Linked DNA regions of Oncorhynchus mykiss: region 2 is linked to region 1. Evidence: chromatin contacts called from public Hi-C data. All regions are on one chromosome and are shown on one strand. The core of a region is the stretch at or near the end of the contact, and the rest is flanking DNA. Distances in the headings are between cores, read along the strand shown.

Evidence for each region. A called contact is a pair of places that touch in the nucleus more often than the background predicts.
Region 2: a contact with region 1 is called in a Hi-C map of liver, with 9 times the contacts expected there. The contact joins the promoter of ankrd13a here to the promoter of si:dkey-98f17.5 in region 1. A contact is called at or near these places in 2 of 3 Hi-C or Micro-C datasets (blood and liver).

What each region holds. Positions count from the first base shown.
Region 1 is chr11:45,990,482-45,994,981 of USDA_OmykA_1.1, forward strand. It overlaps si:dkey-98f17.5, which reads left to right and starts at 2,707. Exons shown (of 12, transcript XM_021620975.2): 1 at 2,707-2,975; 2 at 4,239-4,350. The coding sequence starts at 2,834.
Region 2 is chr11:46,647,371-46,652,408 of USDA_OmykA_1.1, forward strand. ankrd13a (ankyrin repeat domain-containing protein 13A) reads left to right here and starts at 2,659. Exons shown (of 16, transcript XM_021621016.2): 1 at 2,659-3,110; 2 at 4,172-4,298; 3 at 4,588-4,723. The coding sequence starts at 3,076.

The DNA of each region.
Region 1 (4,500 bases), core at 1,457-3,956:
TTCTCTATCACACATCGGTTACAGATAATACATTTTGTGCGGATATCTTCATCAAGCAGTAGGCTATTTTTACCTTTCACATGAATAAAAGGCCTACCTCTTTCTTTAAATCTGCAGACACTTCATTGCTATCCATTTTGAATTTCATTCATTGAGCCCAACAAATAAAAAGGCACTATTTATTCAAGTAAAGCAACTGCAGCCTACTTATGGATTAAACCTGGGCTATTTATGGTCTGGTCACACCCATACTAGTTGTAGGTGTGATGATTCCATTGTAGCCTAGGCTGTGTTATTATCACTTGTATGAAGGTGTTTAATGAACTCTTGACAGCATTACTTTAGGTTACTCTGTGCTATCAGTAGGCCTATGAAAGGTGCAATTTCAAAGGTATAGCCCAGGTCTTATTTGAAAACCATGCACGAAAACGAAGAAGAGGTATATTGAGTTATTGGATTTGACCTATTTTATGGTCATCAGTGTGGCAATTTTCCTTTTTGATTATAAAGACCTCATTGTTTGTGAAGTCAAGTGACCAGAAAAGCTCATAAGCCCCTTCTTGGTCAGCAGGATGGTCATTCCACTGTTTCCGGATAGGCTACATGCCATTGCTAGAATTTCAATGATTTCCATTTCTACATTAATTTTCACAATGGAAAAAAACTGAAACCTCTTTCTTCAGTTTATTGACTATAGCCTATAGAGCCTAGGGACTACAGACCTTTCACTAGACCTACGGTATACAGTGGGGCAAAAAAGTATTTAATCAGCCACCAATTGTGCAAGTTCACCCACTTAAAAAGATGAGAGAGGCCTGTAATTTTCATCATAGGTACACTTCAACTATGACAGACAAAATGAGAAAAAAAATCCAGAAAATCACATTGTAATGAATTTATTTGCAAATTCTGGTGGAAAATAAGTATTTGGTCACCTACAAACAAGCAAGATTTCTGGCTCTCAAAGACCTGTAACTTCTTCTTTAAGAGGCTTCTCTGTCCTCCACTCGTTACCTGTATTAATGGCACCTGTTTGAACTTGTTATCAGTATAAAAGACACCTGTCCACAACCTCAAACAGTCACACTCCAAACTCCACTATGGCCAAGACCAAAGAGCTGTCAAAGGACACCAGAAACAAAATTGTAGACCTGCACCAGGCTGGGAAGACTGAATCTGCAATAGGTAAGCAGCTTGGTTTGAAGAAATCAACTGTGGGAGCAATTATTAGGAAATGGAAGACATACAAGACCACTGATAATCTCCCTCGATCTGGGGCTCCACGCAAGATCTCACCCCGTGGGGTCAAAATTATCACAAGAACGGTGAGCAAAAATCCCAGAACCACACGGGGGGACCTAGTGAATGACCTGCAGAGAGCTGGGACCAAAGTAACAAAGCCTACCATCAGTAACACACTACGCCGCCAGGGACTCAAATCCTGCAGTGCCAGACGTGTCCCCCTGCTTAAGCCAGTACATGTCCAGGCCCGTCTGAAGTTGGCTAGAGAGCATTTGGATGATCCAGAAGAAGATTGGGAGAATGTCATATGGTCAGATGAAACCAAAATATAACTTTTTGGTAAAAACTCAACTTGTCATGTTTGGAGGACAAAGAATGCTGAGTTGCATCCAAAGAACACCATACCTACCTAAGCATGGGGGTGGAAACATCATGCTTTGGGGCTGTTTTTCTGCAAAGGGACCAGGACGACTGATCCGTGTAAAGGAAAGAATGAATGGGGCCATGTATCGTGAGATTTTGAGTGGAAACCTCCTTCCATCAGCAAGGGCATTGGAGATGAAACGTGGCTGGGTCTTTCAGCATGACAATGATCCCAAAGACACCGCCCGGGCAACGAAGGAGTGGCTTCGTAAGAAGCATTTCAAGGTCCTGGAGTGGCCTAGCCAGTCTCCAGATCTCAACCCCATAGAAAATCTTTGGAGGGAGTTGAAAGTCTGTATTGCCCAGCAACAGCCCCAAAACATCACTGCTCTAGAGGAGATCTGCATGGAGGAATGGGCCAAAATACCAGCAACAGTGTGTGAAAACCTTGTGAAGACGTTTGACCTCTGTCATTGCCAACAAAGGGTATATAACAAAGTATTGAGATAAACTTTGTTATTGACCAAATACTTATTTTCCACCATAATTTGCAAATAAATTCATTAAAAATCCTACAATGTGATTTTCTGGATTTTTTCTCATTTTGTCTGTCATACCTATGATGAAAATTACAGGCCTCTCTCATCTTTTTAAGTGGGAGAACTGGCACAATTGGTGGCTGACTAAATACTTTTTTGCCCCACTGTATAGTAGCCTAACCTTACAAGTTTACACAAACATATTGGACTTGGAATGTCAAAATGCCTAAATTCTTACGCAATTTGTAAGACAAAAGAGACCCTTCTATTTACTTATATTATGTGATGTATAGTCTACTACATTAATACTACTGTAAACAGTGCTACCGACATAGGCCTCCTTGTTCTTTTGAGCTGTACTTCTGTATTTTAGTCTCAGGGCGACGCTGTCAAGCCTTCTAATGGACGTGACTAGATGGGATACGGTTTATGTCAGACTCGCACAGAATATATTTTTTACGTAGTCGGTTAGAATTTACGCAGCCGGTTAGGATAATTCAATTATGATTCGGAAAACTGTTGAGTTAGCTAAAATGCTAAACTCCGCACAAAACAAATCTTCTTTAGACGTCAATTTGACAACTGTATTCAATCTAGCCGTAACCTCATCTAAAACGCAAATGGTTCTATCTGTGAGCAAATCATAGACACTGTGCATCACCGTAAACGTTCCCCCTGTCATTTTAAAGATGGTGGAAGGTAGTTCTACAACTGTCATGTCGGGCGGTAGAAAGCCCCGTTCTGTGGCAAACCCTCTGGAATCCGCGATCACCACACCCAGTGAACGAATCTTGAGAGAATGCCACAATTTATATATCGACAGCGAAAACGGTAAATAGCAAGCTATTTCTACACACAGCCTACATGATCAATAGAACAGCCGTGCATATTCGTCAAGCCTGCTGTTCAACAAAGTAGCAATTCATTTAAAAGTTAATGCCTGTGTTTACACGTGCTCGAATGTTCTACTCTGATCATCAAGCGTTGTCTGTCACTATCCACTAATATGTCAAACACCCCAAACAAACAGGGTCTTTAACAGTGGCAAACTTCTTGGTATTGTTGTTTTAACCAGGTCTTTAACCAAGTGTTTGGATGTGTATTTGGCATTAAAAAAATGTACAATATTGGTCTTATGTCATATTTTAAATAATAAATATAGCCTACAGTTTGTCAAGTGGTGGAAAACGTACTCAATTGTCATACTTGAATAAAAGTAAAGATACCTTAATAGAAAATGTCTCAAGTAAAAGTGAAACTCACCCAGTAAAACACTACTTCAGCAAAAAGTCTAAGTATTTGGTTTAAAAAATACTTAAGTGTCAAACGTAAAATGGAATTGTTAAAATGTACTTATGTATCAAAAGTAAAAGTATAAACCATTTCAAATTCCTTATATTAAGCAAACCAGACGGCATCATTTTCTTTTTTATTTATTTATTGGCAAATAGCCACGGGCACAATCCAACACGCAGACATCATTTACAAATTAAGCGTTTGTGTTTATTGAATCCGCCAGATTAAAGGCAGTAGGGATGACCATTAAGTGTGTTAATTGGACCATTTTTCTGTCAAAATTTAAGGAGTACTTTTGGTTGTCAGGGAAAATATATGGAGTTAAAAGTACATTATTTTCTTTAGGACTATAGTGAAGTAAAATTTGGCAAAAATATAAATAGTAAAGTACAGATACCCTAAAAAACAATGTAAGTAGTACATCGAAGTATCTTTACTTAAATACTTTACACCACTGCAGTTTGTTGGCCAGATCATGCTCTCAGGGCCTAGGGCCTACTCTATGTTCATGCCCTATTTCCTGAGCTAGATAGATATAGATACATTTTTCAACCATTTAAAAAAAAAAAATAATCTTAATGTGGCATAAGTAAATGTTGTGATATCTGGATAAAGATGGAAAAGGGGTCTTAGAAAAACATTGTTGGAAAAGGACCCATAATAAGTAAGCATTTCACTGTTAGTCTACACCACAAATTTGATTAGATTTGATAGCACGGCTTGCCTGACCCATACTGAAACGGTAGTGTCCGAAAGAAAGGAAAGCCGTCTGACCTGTGTATGTTTGTGTGTGTTCAGGGCTGGTGAAGATATCAAGCCGACTGGGTCTCCGGCTCCTTCCTCCACGGAAGAAGATCATTGTGATGATAATGGGGAACCACTCTGCTGGAAAAAGCTCATTTATTAATTGGTAATATAGCTCCCTAGTATCACTGCTAAGGATCGGCACAGGCTAGGCCACAAATCAAGAGCCGAGTCGAGTGTAGGAAGGAAGGAAAGAGGGCAGGAGAAAGGAAGAGGCAAATATGTTTGTTAAAATGTGGCTGACGAATGTCCACAC
Region 2 (5,038 bases), core at 1,409-3,908, 660 kb after region 1:
AGGAAACACTGCCACCACTGATAAATCCACCATAATTGAGAATGTCAATAAGCATTTTTCTACAGCTGGCCATGCTTTCCACCTGGCTACTCCTACCCCGGTCAACAGCACTGCACCCCCCACAGCAACTCACCCAAGCCTTCCCCATTTCTCCTTCTCCCAAATCCAGTCAGCTGATGTTCTGAAAGAGCTGCAAAATCTGGACCCCTACAAATCAGCCGGGCTAGACAATCTGGACCCTTTCTTTCTAAAATTATCTGCCGAAATTGTTGCCAACCCTATTACTAGCCTGTTCAACCTCTCTTTCGTGTCGTCTGAGATTCCCAAAGATTGGAAAGCAGCTGCGGTCATCCCCCTCTTCAAAGGGGGGGACACTCTTGACCCAAACTGCTACAGACCTATATCTATCCTGCCCTGCCTTTCTAAGGTCTTCGAAAGCCAAGTCAACAAACAGATTACCGACCATTTCGAATCTCACCATACCTTCTCTGCTATGCAATCTGGTTTCAGAACTGGTCATGGGTGCACCTCAGCCACACTCAAGGTCCTAAACATATCTTAACCGCCATCGATAAGAAACATTACTGTGCAGCCGTATTCATTGATCTGGCCAAGGCTTTCGACTGTCAATCACCACATCCTCATTGGCAGACTCGACAGCCTTGGTTTCTCAAATGATTGCCTTGCCTGGTTCACCAACTACTTCTCTGATAGAGTTCAGTGTGTCAAATCGGAGGGTCTGCTGTCCGGACCTCTGGCAGTCTCTATGGGGGTGCCACAGGGTTCAATTCTTGGACCGACTCTCTTCTCTGTATACATCAATGATGTCGCTCTTGCTGCTGGTGAATCTCTGATCCACCTCTATGCAGACGACACCATTCTGTATACTTCTGGCCCTTCTTTGTACACTGTGTTAACAACCCTCCAGGCAAGCTTCAATGCCATACAACTCTCCTTCCGTGGCCTCCAATTGCTCTTAAATACAAGTTAAACTAAATGCATGCTCTTCAACCGATCGCTGCCTGCACCTGCCCGCCTGTCCAACATCACTACTCTGGACGGCTCTGACTTAGAATACGTGGACAACTACAAATACTTAGGTGTCTGGTTAGACTGTAAACTCTACTTCCAGACCCATATCAAACATCTCCAATCCAAAGTTAAATCTAGAATTGGCTTCCTATTTCGCAACAAAGCATCCTTCACTCATGCTGCCAAACATACCCTTGTAAAACTGACCATCCTACCAATCCTCGACTTCGGCGATGTCATTTACAAAATAGCCTTCAATACCCTACTCAACAAATTGGATGCAGTCTATCACAGTGCAATCCATTTTGTCACCAAAGCCCCATATACTACCCACCATTGCGACCTGTACGCTCTCGTTGGCTGGCCCTCGCTTCATACTCGTCGCCAAACCCACTGGCTCCATGTCATCTACAAGACCCTGCTAGGTAAAGACCCCCCTTATCTCAGCTCGCTGGTCACCATAGCATCTCCCACCTGTAGCACACGCTCCAGCAGGTATATCTCTCTAGTCACCCCCAAAACCAATTCTTTCTTTGGCTGCCTCTCCTTCCAGTTCTCTGCTGCCTATGACTGGAACGAACTACAAAAATCTCTGAAACTGGAAACACTTATCTCCCTCACTAGCTTTAAGCACCAACTGTCAGAGCAGCTCACAGATTACTGCACCTGTACATAGCCCACCTATAATTTAGCCCAAACAACTACCTCTTTCCCTACTGTATTTTATTTATTTATTTATTTTGCTCCTTTGCACCCCATTATTTGTATTTCTACTTTGCACATTCTTCCACTGCAAATCTACAATTCCAGTGTTTTACTTGCTATATTGTATTTACTTTGCCACCATTGCCTTTTTTTGCCTTCACCTCCCTTATCTCACCTCATTTGCTCACATCGTATATAGACTTGTTTATACTGTATTATTGACTGTATGTTTGTTTTACTCCATGTGTAACTCTGTGTCGTTGTATGTGTCGAACTGCTTTGCTTTATCTTGGCCAGGTCGCAATTGTAAATGAGAACTTGTTCTCAACTTGCCTACCTGGTTAAATAAAGGTGAAATAAATAAAATAAAAAGTAAAGACCTTTTCTGTGGTGAAAAACTCATTCTGATTGGCTGGGCCTGGCTCCCAAGTGGGTGAGCCTTTGCCTTCACAGACCAACCGATGGCTGCGCCCATGCTAAATCATGTAGATCCATAGATTAGGGCCTAATTTATTTATTTAAATTGACTGATTTCCTTATATTAACCGTAACAGTAAAATAGTTGAAATTGTTGCGTTTATATGTTTGTTCAGTATAAAAAAACAAAGAAATAAAACACTTTTGACGTCCATTTGACAAAAGCTGGATCCCTTCTAGCCATGGCCTTCGTAAGTGCTTGTTGTTGCGGTTAAGGGATGTGACGTGGATGGTAAATAGGCTCACATTAATTGTTGTAATTGATTTGCAGTTTAATTGCGCAAATATTCACTACTTGAAGTAGCTTTCTATATTTACAATACTAAAATTATATGTACGAAAAAGTATTTGTATTTGGCACAAATTAGTAAAGCCCCGCTTTCCCCGGCCATAGTGTAACATGGTCACGTGCTTGCTTGAAAAAATATATATTTTCGCGAGGATTATTATTATTATTATTTTTAGCAAATATTGAACTTAAAAACGTGTATTTTTAATAAATATATACATGTAATAATATGTATTCATAAATATAGTCCTATATTAGTCTTTATCCTCAAATAGTTTATCTCAAACACCCCTACCACAAGTCTCAACGTGACACTTCCTTGTTTTTCGAAAAGTTTTATTTGGTAGTAGTTGGCTATCTATGGCTAGCACAATTTGACATGGGTCCTGTTGGAAAATGAGATGAGGTGCATTGATTAACATTTCTTCAACTTTAAGGTTTAGCTTAGGTTGTCCATGGCTGTAAATATAGGCTAGATACATTGAGAAGTGTAAACTAGCAGGGGAAGATGTTATCCGCGGCCAACGAAGATTTCAGGGTGAAGTTTCCACTACATTCCTTAGTCTGGGAAAATGATTACAGGAAATTGGAAAACGACTCAACAAAGGTAGCTATGTCAAAATATGGACAATGAGCTAGCTATATGTACTTTTCTGTTTCGCTGCCTTTAGCTAACTAACTACAGATGTATTTGCTTCAAAGTGTCTGAAGCTAGCTAGCACGTTACTAACTTGGCTACCTTGATAGCTAACGTTAGCTACTTGGCCTGACATGGATAACCATATACTTTGATTGGCGTAATTCCTAGGCTATGTATGCTCTGCCAGTTTAAGGGTTCATGGAATGCCATGTTGCATTATTGATCATATTAACTACAGTACACATTTCATTCAGCATAGCTAGCCGTCCTGTTTACATTACTACTGGCTACTTTGTTCGACATCTGGCACAGGCTGGCCACTGATTCTTGAAACGCATTAAGAGCTTAGAAACGGTATTTTCCTACTATAATAACCTAGCTGAGAATTGATGTGGATAATTATCAGGAAATCATAACCCAAAGATATGGTTGCTTTTCTCCATTCTAAATGTTTTTGTGGTCAGTTGAGTATTTGTTATTAACAGGAAATGAGGGAGTTCTTTTAACCTGAGCCGCGGTGAACCGGTTTATGGCCCGTGAAGTGCAAAAGTGGTGAGGGAGGAGCGCCCTTCACAAATTAACAGTAATCTGAGCTGCTCAGATTTAGCCTCTTTTAGAATAGGAGAGTGAAATACACTCTCGTCTCTAACATGTAGGCTCAGCATTCCGGAACAGTCCCATTCCAAGTCATAATGTTGAACAAACTCCATTTCAACTTACTTCACCTGTTGTCTTCTGATTTTGCCACTATGTCTGAGGTAATCTGATACAAAATATCCACAGGGAAGCGTTATCAATCAGACCTTCAGTATGCTGGTCTGTGTATTGATTTGTGTTTTTATTTTCATTACTGACACAATTCGCACAAACAGTTGCACAATATGGCTGAGCCAAACCGAACCACAGGGTGCATGTTGTCCCGCACAATCAGCTGGCAAATTTTACTAACACTTCCAGATTGAGGAAATGTGCTTCGGATGATATGTTTGGTTACATTTGGCTATTGTTTATATTGTGCAATGCGTCAGGAGATTGAAAATACAAGCGGCAGAACCTACCGGTGCTGCAAAAAGTTGGGTAAACAACACTTTCCTGTGTATACCCTATCTCCACCTCCTAACTTCAAAAGGACCAACAGCATGTACAACCGGTAAAGTAAGTGTAAATATAATTGTATTCAACATTCTGGCTTGTAGGGAACTGTTTGTAAGCAGATTTCTTTCAGACTGAATATCCATGAGGAAATCTAATTCAATCACTTTTCACCCGGTGCAAACTCCTCCCACCTGGGTAACCCGGGCCAGATGATCGAATCTCCTCAGTGTAGCTATAACTCCCAGTGTGTATGATGTCGATCTCATGGAGATCTCGAGAGATTCTCTTTAGGTAGCTAGGCTATTTGTTTTTGAAGCCATTGCAATGCTTGTTTGTTTGTTTCTCTCAGAACGACGTAGAGGCTGTGGATCCCAGGGGAAGGACACCGCTCCACCTGGCTGTGTCGCTGGGCCACCTGGAGTCGGTGAGAGTGCTTCTGAGAAATGGCGCTGAAGTTACCAAAGAGAATGCCAAGAATTGGACAGGTTAGGCCGGCTTTCCTCCATGACATACTGCAATCCAGACCTCTGTGCTTTGCCTTGATTAGCCCTATAAATAGTATGCCAAATTCATGATATTTATAATAAACATTTACGTTTGGATATTGTCTTTTTTATTTGTAATGAATAAAATAAATGTATATCCAAATGTAAATGTTTATTAATACCATTACTTTGGCAAACTATTTATATGGCTATGGCTTCATCTGACACGCCTTGGTATAGGTCTATTTGTTGGTTGTTAAATTGTGTGATCAAAGTCACTTCCACAAATTGACCTTGGGGGTTTCCGTCACAATT